Regions from separate parts of the Zea mays genome. Here all the other regions are linked to region 2. The links are chromatin contacts, called in public Hi-C maps. All regions are on one chromosome and are shown on one strand. Each heading gives the region's core, a stretch centred on a gene start, on an enhancer-like site or on the middle of the called end of the contact. The rest is flanking DNA. Distances are from core to core; before and after follow the strand shown. Region 1 has its middle 50 kb from the start of LOC103629052. Region 2 holds the start of LOC100277233. Region 3 has its middle 6.1 kb from the start of LOC103629050.

Region 1 (3,558 bases), core at 615-3,114, 170 kb after region 2:
GCTATGTTTCATATTTTCATATACTAGAATTGCTACTGTTCATTGCTGTTATAATTACATATGGCATTTATCTGAGTTGTATGCTTATTTTATTGGGAATTAGAATATTTAATATTTTTAAATATGTTAGAAGCATGTCACTTATTTCTCTAAAACTACAACCGAGAATAACTGGACAACAATTTTTTATTTGCTGTTTGAGCTGACCATCTGTGGTATCGTTTCCATAGACAACCTGCGTTAGAAGATACAATAAATTTTAGGTTTAAATAAGCCGAGAGTAATAATCAAGTATGTGTGATTTGACGTTACATAAAAAACAGTATGGGCCGTGAATACCTTTTAATCCACAGTTTCAGTTTAATTGGGCCAATCTTGATTTGGGAAGTTTTGTTTGGGTGCTGCTGCTGAAAGAAATATGTTGGGCTAATGGCCCTGTTCGGCTGGCTGCAAGCCGACACTGTTGCAGCTGTTTGGACTGCTGCAGCTGCAATCCATAGAGAGAAAAATACTGTAGAAGCCGCAGAGCGAACAAGCTGAATAAAAATAAGGAGAGCATCAAAATTCAAAATTTGATTTAGGTGCTCGTTGCTCTTACCCAAAGGATTTGCGGCTTGAGCGATTTGCAGGCCCTCCTACATGACTCCATGATTTCACCCATCTTGCTTGGTCGGCCCTCTTGATCACTCCCGTCCTCAGCGCTGTTTTGCGCTTCCTCTTCCCCCTGGAAAGCTCTGCTTGTTGGTCATAATTTCAGAAATTACATTCAGTAAGAAAGAAGAACACGTACCTTCTCTGTCCGCCTTGCGGCGTCCATTGGCGGGAACTAATCAGTCAGGAGCTGAGAATTGTGGCCTGGCCCGGAGCGGAGCAGAGCCTCCGGGTCCGGGGTGGTGGATTTTATAAGGCGGAGCAGAGCCGCTGACCCACGGGAGGTTGCCAGGATCGGCCTCGTGCCACCGCTATTGGAGGGCCACGCGCGTTCTCTCCCGGCGGACCATGTTCCTGCTCGCGAGCCGCTGGAATGTCCTTTGGTGCGTGAGCTTTTGGAATGTCTAGCCTATACTGATGGATGGCCAATTGGACTTCTTTCTCTTCGAGAGTAATTCCAACGGCTTGCCTAAAATTAATAGTTAAATTTTAGTGTTTAGTCATTTTATAAAATAGAAAAAACCTTTCAGGGGTCCACAACAACCTTGCTATTTTATAAAGTTACGTAGTAAACACCCACGGTTAGCTATATAGGGCTAACGAAAATTAAGGGATAACAAACTTTCTATTTTACAAAATCAGATAGCAAATCTGTTGAAGTCTATTTTTTTTCTACATAAAATTGTAAAATAACATCCATAACAAGAATAGCCAACCTATTGGAGTTGCTCTTAGATATATATATTTGGATCGAGTATAGCTTTCTTACTATTAGCAAAGGTTGCAAAAAAACATTTATACTCACACTTCTAAATCAATTATATATATCTTCCGTCCCAAATTATAAAACATAAGCTTTACTATATAGCCGGACATAACATATATTTATATGCGTAGCAAAATAATATCTAGAAAAGTCAAGACGTTGTATAATTTGGAACGAATGGAATACTATTTTAATATATTTTATTGTTAATATAATAATATTTATTCATTATTAGAAATGTTAATATATATATATATATATATATATATATATATATATATATATATATATTCAATCAAATTTAAAATATCCGACTTCTGGAAAATTGAGATATACATCTTTTGTGTCGAACGGTTGGGGGAGACATGGAGACACGGCAGAGACAGATCGAAAGCACGGATTACGTACGAGTGACGAATGGAGCACTGCATAAAAGTAGGAGTAGAAAAGAAAGTCCACCGTGGGTGGGTGTGTGGAGCTTCGTTCGCTGCCAGCAGGGAAGAAGCTCTGTGTTACGTGCTGGACTTCTTCTCTCTCTGCTCTCCAGTCTCCATTCTCCACTCCTCGCTCCCTTTTTCCTTTTTCCAGCGGCCCAGGTGAAAGCTCTAATTTGGTTTTGGTTAATTGATGAAACCTATAGAACTAATCTTTGATCTAAGTGTGTCATTAGATATGGTGGTTCTTTCCAAGTTATAAAGCTAGATGGTGATGTTGATGATCAAGTGCTTCGCAATTGAAAAAGAAAAAGGAGAATAACAAAATGAGCTCAAGGCAAAGGCATACATTATAGGGCCATTTTGTTTAGTGATCAAGACATTTAGCGAGTGTGATCACGTTTAGGATAGACAGCCGTACTATTAAGAGGGGAATTCTCGTTGCAACGCGGTTGTCTAAGTGCTACTAGGTGAACTTCATCATGCACATGCATTAGAACCTAGTGAGCTAACCGTCTAACCCTTTTTGAAAATAATTGTGAAAATGCAAACTCACGTGCACAAGGTGGTGAATTACTTTAGAGTTGGCATATTTGCTAAAGGGGTGAAGGTAGAAGTGTGGAGAAAGATTCAGCGAATTTTTAGGGTGGTTGGTGTTGAAAAACACCAACCGGACCCTAGAGAGACGGACCAACCGGACCATGGTTCATGGGTCCGGTTGCATGCCGTAGTTGTCTAGGACAACCGGACCCTGAGTCTGGTTGCCAACCAGACCATTGAGTGTGAGTCCGGTTGGTGTACGTGTGCGCGGGAAAAATTCAAAGGAGCAACTGGACCCTGGTTGTTAGTCCGGTTGATTTTTAGTCCTCTGGAACCTCTCTGGACCCAGTCGGACTCTAGTCTTTGTTGGTCCGGCTGGTTACTGTGCTAAGTCCGGTTGATCGTCCGGTTGTTTGCACAGAGCGCGTGGAGTTGAAGGGGAGCAACGAGACCAGGGCTGATTAGTCTGGTTGCATCCGGACCCTGAGTCCGGTTGGTTTTCGCGCGCAGAGGTAACGGTCAAGCATACGTGGTGAGCTCAGAGAAGCTGACGGAGAGCAACCGGACCGAGGCTTGATGGTCCGGTTGGCAACCGACCTTGGTCCGGTTGCCCTGAAACAGAAAATGGCTAGTTACCCCTTGGAGGCTATTTAAGTCGTTTGGCCTGCTCTTGCTCCCTCTCTTGATCATTTTCATTGACATAACATTCTTGTGAGCTTGAGCAACACCCTACCACTCATCCTATTGCTTGATTGTGCATCTCAAGTGAGTTGGGAGTGATCCTTAGTGCATTTGCTTGAGTGATAGCATCTAGAGGCACTTAGTGATCGATTTGCTGCTAGTTTTCTTGTTACTCTTGGTGGTTGCCGCCACCTAGACGGCTTGGAGGCAGCAAGGTGGTGTTAAGCTCGATTGGTGATTTTTCGAGGCCACACCGGTGGTGATTGTGAGGGGTTCTTACGGTTATTCCCCGGCGGAGTGCCAAAATCGATTTTAGTGCATTAATCGTGACTTGTATACCCTTCTCTTGTGTTGGTGAATGGCACCCAGTGAGGGTTGGCGTCTGATGCCTAGCTCGTGATCCTCTAAGGAAGTCGGTTGTCACAACGAGGACGTAGCTTGATGGTGATCAAGTGAACCTCGATAAAAATCGAGTGTCCCTATTGT
Region 2 (3,801 bases), core at 759-3,258:
TAGCCAGAGAGCGATGCTTATTCAAATTGTGCTCTCCAAATGATAATTTGGATAGTGAGTTTGAGAAATACTCTTGGAGATGTTATAGCAGTTATGTTCTGTTTCGGATGCTAAATAAGAGGGCTAAATATGGGCTATTTTTTTAGTTACTAAGAGCTAATATGGCTAACTGGTGGTTGGAACTGGCCCTTATTATACAGTTCATGTTTACTAGCCAACTATTATCAAAACATAGGCCAAGTTCTAGTCATATACATAAACACATATCTATATGCACACCCTTTCGAATTTGTTTTAGCTTTACCAACACATATGAGTGCATGATTTGCTGTTAACGTGGAAATATGTTATCCACGTCACGACGCTTTTTTTTTTTAACAAGAACGAGGCACGCAGGGTGAAGGGAAGTAAGCCCCCGCAGCATACCATCATTGGCCACACATACATGGGCTGCTTCCTGGGTTTATGGGCCATGATGAAATGGCGGTTTGGCGTACTTGCGCACTGGGCCATCCACGGCCTTGGACTTCATTCAAATCTATCTTACTCTCACCCTGGTCTTCCTCTCAGAAAGGGAAATGAAAAATAAAAAAAATGAAGTTTTACAAAAAATAAAAAAGAAAGAAAGAATATTAGAAGGAAGTGGAAAAGTATGCCTCAAGCTGGTGCAACAATAATTAAAATAACGCAAGGCAGTAGTCACACACACACAGCACAGAACCGCCACATGACATCCACTGTTTTTTTTTTGCAAACAAACAAAACATAATTATCGTCATCATCGTGACCATTCATTCAATCAATAGATGAAATGGTACAAGTAGTAGTAGTGCAGGAGAAGAATCGGAGGCTGATCGATAATAAGCCATGGAAATCAAAGAGCAAGCGCTGCATCGTCGTCTCCGGTGGCAAATCAACAGGACAAAACCACGGGCGTGGACGTCTTAGCTGGATGGATTGGGATTAGGATTAGGATTAGGATTAGGACCAAGAAAGCCTGCAGGCGCCACGTCACGCATCATTGCCAAATGCCAAACCACCCACCAATTATTGCTACTAATTTATTGTTTTTTCTTTCTTCTCGCTGCTGTCTTGTTCTTGTCCCGATGCAGCATGCTCTACCAGCTCCAGCGCTCGTTCTCGTTGCCGTCGGCGTCGGTGGCCGGCGGCAGCTGCGAGTAGAAGCCGTAGTCCAGGTCCTCCTGCTGCTGCCTCTTCCCGGCGTTGGTGCTCTTGCCGTGGTAGTGGTGCGCGAGCGCGGCTCCCCCGAGGACGGCGAGCGTGAGCGCCTGCGCGTGCATCCTGGCGTGGATGAGGCGCATGCCCGTCGCCCGCGCCGGCGCCCGCCGCCGGCTGTACGCCACCGACGCGCCCACCGCCGTCGCCCACACGGCTCCTGCACAAGCACAACAGCAACAGCATGTTTAATTTGTGAATCTAAGCTAGATTTGACAGCTGCTGCACGACCTGATCTGAACGTGCTCTGGTTATACCATATATTGAGGACGAGACGATGATGGGGAACGGGGATCGCAAAAGGCAAAAAAAAAAAAAAGATCCAAAGGGGAGGACATGGTGGAGATGCAATCGATGGGGTTCAGTGTCAGTAGTTAATTAACTGGACGATTTAGAGTCACTCACCGATGGTTGAGAGCTTGTGCTCCTCCACCCAGTACTGCAGCGACGAACTCATCCTTTCCATCTCTCTACCTCTTTGGATCTTCACTCGAAACGATCTGCTAGCTAGCTGTGTGTGTGGTGGATGCGTGCTTGATTTTCCAGCAGCCAGATGCCCTAGCTACTTATAACTGAGGAGCGACAGTGGACTGTGTGTGTTGAAGAGCATCAGCCTGCCATGGAAAGAGGGGAAAACAGGCGGAGACGACGACGAAACCAAAGGCAGCCGCAGCCGCAGCCGCAGCCGGGCCTTCTGTTTTCTGCCTCTCCTCAGTCCTCCGATCCCCCGGGTTTCCCTAGCTTCTTTCTTGTGGGCAGTAAGCAGGATGTGGGTTCGGTCGGTTATCCAGCCTGTTTTTTAATCCACCGGCTCCTGCTTTTTATAAAGTATTTTGTCCATATGGATTACAGTTCAGCCGCAGCGAACAGTTTTAATCGTGCCCAAGGTTTTTCTCAGTCAGTTCAGGCACGGGTGGGTCCACCTTATCTCCTCCTCCATTCCTAGTTACCAATAAAATACTCTTGTTTCCGGGCCGTGAGTGCTATGCTGGACCCGGTGTCAGTGGCACAGACGTAACAACGATGTCACCTACCGTCTTTTTTTTTTGATTTGGTCCTTTTTCCAAAAGTTTTTTATAAATACACCTTTTTTGTTTGATTTCAGAAAATAGATTCTCACCTCGACGCCGTTATCATTGGTGCCGAGGTTACACGCCTCGGCGTCAATTTGGCGCTGAGGTCTCAGATCTGTGCGATGAGGTGGCGCACACGTGACAGCGAGGTCGGCGCCATGGATCTGGACGCCAACCTCGGCGTCGAGACCAGTGGCGCCGACCTCGGCGCCGTCGATCTTGGCGTCGAGGTTCGCAATATAAACGGCGGCCATTCTTTCCTTGCAGACGCTGCTTTTTTATCTCATTCTTCACGGTTTTCTTCTTTCTCTCTACGACTACCATCCTCAAATATCACCAAATTGGACCTTTGAAACTTGTATTTGATCCAGTGGTCTTCTGTGGCAAGGTATCCTCTGACTCCTTTTTTTGTCATCGATTTGGTTTGTATGAAATATATGTCAAGGATTTCTAATTTTCTTATTATCGAATCTTAGGATGCCTATGCGTGGTAAATCTTCTAAACCAAGATAACCATTGTATATATTGTATTATCGAATTGTAGCGTTTAATGTTTATGCGGTTCTTAGAACGAAACAACTTGAATTTTAGGAAGGGTCCGTTGATCGAAAATGCCTTCGACCCGCTGCCTCTGCCTAGTGGTGTTCCAGTGCCTATGTGTTTTTGTGGTGATCCGTGCAAGGTAGTCAAGTCCGATGAAGAGGACACGTACATGCAGAGGTATTGGATGTGTGCTAACTATATTTATCAGCCAACGATTACTCAACGCCGCATTATCTTGATGGTGAGAATTTTATAGTCTAACATTTCTCTAGTTTCGTACGAATTGATGCATGATTTATTTGGCGCCTACCAGTTGCATGCTTTGTAGACTCCTCCACCGCTCTGTGATTTTGAGCAGTGGATTGACTCTAAGATCTCGCAGAAAGACAAGGAGTGAATGAAGAAGCTAAATAAGTGGGAGGAAGAGGACAAGGAGATGATGGAGAAGAAACAGAAGGAGCTTGCGGCGGAGAAATAGCGAACAGAAGAGGTGGAAAAGAGGCGTGTTGCTGCTTACAAGGAGGAGAAGCAGAAGAAGCTTGAGCGTGCACGCCGTGTGAAGCAGCAATGGAGGAGAACCCCAATGCTTTCAAGAAGGGAAAGTGGCCTCGTTGCACTCAGTAGTCTCGTAGTTTGGGTAGTTTTATATTGATTAAGTCTCGAACAATGTTATGTACTAATGCACTTTTTACTATCCTTTAATTAGTGCACTCGATATTATGGTTTTATGTATTGCATCTTTTAGTACTTTAGTTTACTTATGTGCATGTTTTAATTTTGTATTTGTTTGATGCAATGGGCAAATATTGGCACTTCAAACAATGGGAGGTCTCTTGTTTCGGCATAATACTGATAGAACGCTGAAAAGTCTAGATGCCATAGATGTACGATCTACACAAAATTTCAGCAGAATTTCCCTTGTTTTTGACATTCTCAACAAAAATATTTC
Region 3 (3,319 bases), core at 190-2,689, 240 kb after region 2:
GCTAGATAGGGACTGGAACTATTCCAGAATACATTCCAAACCATGACAGTCAGCCTGTAAAGATGTAGCACTCATTACTCACAGTTCAGCTAACAAAAAAAATGGAGAATTCTGACAAATTCTTGTGATTTGTATTTTCAACGGTATTTCTGTCTTTGAAGCAGTAAAAATACATTATTTAAAAAAATGCACAACAGGAGCATCATATAGCACATGATACTCAGATACATACAAGGATTTTTTTTAAAAAAAAAAATTTACCTTCCTAGATCCAACGAGGCGCCTGCGTTAGTATTGGAGCCGCACTTTTGGTTTCATTCTCAGAAGTCACAACATGACAAGGTTCTTTCTGTGATTGGAGTCTAGTTTGCAACTTTTGGAGTGGTCACTGAGTGGTGAACAAATGAGATTGAGGCGGTAACGATAGTGAGCAGGAGGAGAACCTTCAGCACGATGGCGAGGCAGGCGGCATGGAGTGGGGACACAGCTCTCATTGCTATGACCATCATCAGATAGAGTCCGAGAAGTACAGTGGAGAAGAAGATGAAGCCAGCCAGCTGCGGTGACCGGCCGTACCATGTAGGAGTCGTATCCCATGATCCCGGTTACCAGGCCACCACAAGTGGCAATGCCGTTTGATATGTCGAATAAATGGTTCAAGTAATGATTCTCTTGATCGCCGATGTCGCCTTGTGTATTGCCATCATTGGTGGTGAAGGTGGGCAGCACATACTTCTTTACTGAATGCTGAAACTTTGGTTGAAGGAGAGTGACAACAAGGATCAGGCACACCACGAGGAAGATGGCGAAGGCGTAGCATCCGTTGAATGGGACAGTCAGAAGGCACAATGCCACTTGTAGGAGGAGGCATGAGATGCAGACCAAGGCATTGCCCCAATCAGGCGGATTTATGTAGAGTACTCCATTGATGATGAAGAAGACAATAATATCAACCACAAACAGTATCTTGATGGTGATTGATGTTAGTGAAGAAAGATTCATGTATGCGGAAAACAACATGGCGCAAGCGAACAACAGGGCCTTCAGAGTGTAGTTGGGCCAACTTTTCTTTCGATGTTCGAGCTGAACCACTGCGGTACCATTGCCATACATCACCTGCATTTTTTTTTGGGAAAAAAACAATTTTATTAGTCTTAGATATGTTGAGACCAATCGACAACTATGTACGACTTTATTTAATCCATAATTTCATATTACTCCATCCGTCACGAAATAAATTAATTGTTAGAACCAACTTTAAGTCAAATTATTTTTAAGTTTTACCAAATTTATATTAAGTGGTTACAATATTTTATGTATAAAAAAACTATGAATTTTTTTCTATGTAAAAAAATCGCACAGGAGTCAGACGTCTGGATCTGGAGTGCACATGCTCTGGCCCGAAACGGATTTAGCAGCTTCAGCGATTGGCAGGCCCTCGTACATGATTTCCTTGACTTGAGCGATCTTGCTGGACCGCTCGTTGCTTTGCACCTTCTGTTGGACCTGGGCCCAAACCGAAAAATGGAAAGAAAACAGCTGGAATTATTTTTTTAATGTCAGCTGGAATTAATATATCCGGCTATATAAATGTCAGCTGGAATTATTGATTTTACAATACATCAAAATCAGTATGGACCGTCTATCTTTTTTTTTGTCTAATCCATAGTTTCATATTAGTTATTAGCACTTAATATCCTCAAGTATTGCCACTAGGGTATGGCGGCATGCCAAGGCAGACAGTCCTTTTAAACAAAATTTATTACTACTCCCTCTGTCTCAAAAATAAAGAAAGTCTCGTTTTCCAAGGAGTCAAACAATCCTAAATTGGAGTAGATTAAAAAAATAGTATCACCATTTTATCTTTATATTGCACCGGGGCTAATAGGTTTTTTTAGTTGTACCCATCTGGTAGGTTTTTAGTTGGAGTACCCATCTGGGAACCACACAATAGTTTAAGTACCTAGCTGGTAGGTTTTTTAGTTGGAATACTTATTTGGGAACCACACAATAGTTTAAGTACCTACGGTACAATTTACTCTAAGTTTATTATAAAGTTATATTTTATATTAATCTAATAATGTTTATTATACATCATGAGTATATATTCCATTAAACCCGACATTGTTTGGCTTGTTTTTTTTTGGAGCGGAGAGAGTTTTTGTCATATAAATAGTGAAAGGAAAATGGCCTTAACCATTTTCTATGAATGATTTTGGTGCTTGATGACCATCACAACCAAATGGACTAACTGGTTTGTCTAGTCTTTGATTCACAGATGCATAAGTCCACTCAACTCAGTTCTAAGTCAGAAATAGCTCAAAACCAACCTTAGAGGGGTAAATCTTGGAAAACATAAAGATCATCCAGTTTCACACCTTGGATAAGTTACACATACCCTAAGAACCTATTTGATACATCAAGACTGGTTGGAAAGCTCAATTTCGAAGAATCAACCTTTTGGAGCTAGTTTGAGCAAAATCAAAGTCACAAGTTGGAGAAAAGAAAGAGTTCAAGAATTGGGACTTAGACCAGTTGGACAGTCAGCAAATATGATTGTCTAAGTCCTAAGATCATCCTCAAAGAAGGCCAAATTAAATTGAAGAAGCCTAGAAGAAAAGATGGATTTTGGAGTCCTGACAGAGGGGCACCGGACTGTCCGGTGGGTGCCCAAAAACAGATCAGAAGAAAGCCCGAGAAGTCTCCTGCGCTGAGGAAAGCATCGGACTGTCCAGTGTTCACCGGACTGTCCGGTGGGAATTATAGCAACAGCCAACCGAACTTCTCACCTTCGGGAAAATCTTCAGCAGAGGGCACCGGACTGTCCGGTGTGCACCGGACAGTCTGACGAGAGCTGTAACGGACACCTGCAAGCGACCAGAACGGCTTCCTGCTGTCAGAACGGCTTCTGACAGCAGCACTGTGCACTGTCCGGTGTGCACCGGACATACACTGTAGAGTGTCCGGTGCACCACCCGACAGAAAGTTATGGCTTTCTCTCCAACGGCCATTTGAGTGGTTGGGGGCTATAAATACCCCCCAACCAGCTCATTCAATACACAAGACCTACTCCCACCTTCCATACTTCAAGTGCAACATCTCCAAGTATTCGCAATTCCCGCGCCGCATTTGATCATTTTGAGTTTGAGTGACTTAGCGGCTAGAGCATTTGAGTATTGCAAGGTCTTGTGATCATTTGAGCTTTGATTGTTCTCTCTTTCTCTCGCTCTTATTCTCTCAATTGTAAAGTGAGGCAAGAGGCTCCGGAACTTCGTGTGGAGGCCCTTGCGGGACTTGGTGTCCCCGAGATAGTGAAGCA

What was found. A called contact is a pair of places that touch in the nucleus more often than the background predicts.
Region 1: a Hi-C map of leaf shows a contact between it and region 2, with 2.9 times the contacts expected there. The contact joins the enhancer-like site here to the promoter of LOC100277233 in region 2. A contact is called at or near these places in 2 of 25 Hi-C or Micro-C datasets (both in leaf).
Region 3: a contact with region 2 is called in a Hi-C map of leaf, with 4 times the contacts expected there. The contact joins the enhancer-like site here to the promoter of LOC100277233 in region 2. A contact is called at or near these places in 1 of 25 Hi-C or Micro-C datasets (leaf) and 1 of 3 datasets of contacts at active chromatin or transcription factors (leaf).

The regions. Positions count from the first base shown.
Region 1 is chr6:18,915,942-18,919,499 of Zm-B73-REFERENCE-NAM-5.0, reverse strand. No RefSeq gene overlaps it. Among protein-coding and RNA genes, the nearest start is that of LOC103629052, 50 kb to the right of the region's middle. Within about 2 kb of position 1,864, at least 15 of the 20 cell types and tissues checked have an H3K27ac peak or open chromatin away from gene starts, as enhancers often do. A contact at or near this core is called in leaf, where this site is marked.
Region 2 is chr6:19,081,473-19,085,273 of Zm-B73-REFERENCE-NAM-5.0, reverse strand. LOC100277233 reads right to left here and starts at 2,008. Exons shown (of 2, transcript NM_001150863.2): 1 at 1,642-2,008; 2 at 637-1,396. The coding sequence starts at 1,702. The coding sequence ends at 1,119. LOC103629056 (a long non-coding RNA gene) reads left to right here and starts at 2,523. Exons shown (of 3, transcript XR_002263081.3): 1 at 2,523-2,697; 2 at 2,901-3,093; 3 at 3,235-3,599.
Region 3 is chr6:18,841,606-18,844,924 of Zm-B73-REFERENCE-NAM-5.0, reverse strand. No RefSeq gene overlaps it. Among protein-coding and RNA genes, the nearest start is that of LOC103629050, 6.1 kb to the left of the region's middle. Within about 2 kb of position 1,439, at least 12 of the 20 cell types and tissues checked have an H3K27ac peak or open chromatin away from gene starts, as enhancers often do. A contact at or near this core is called in leaf, where this site is marked.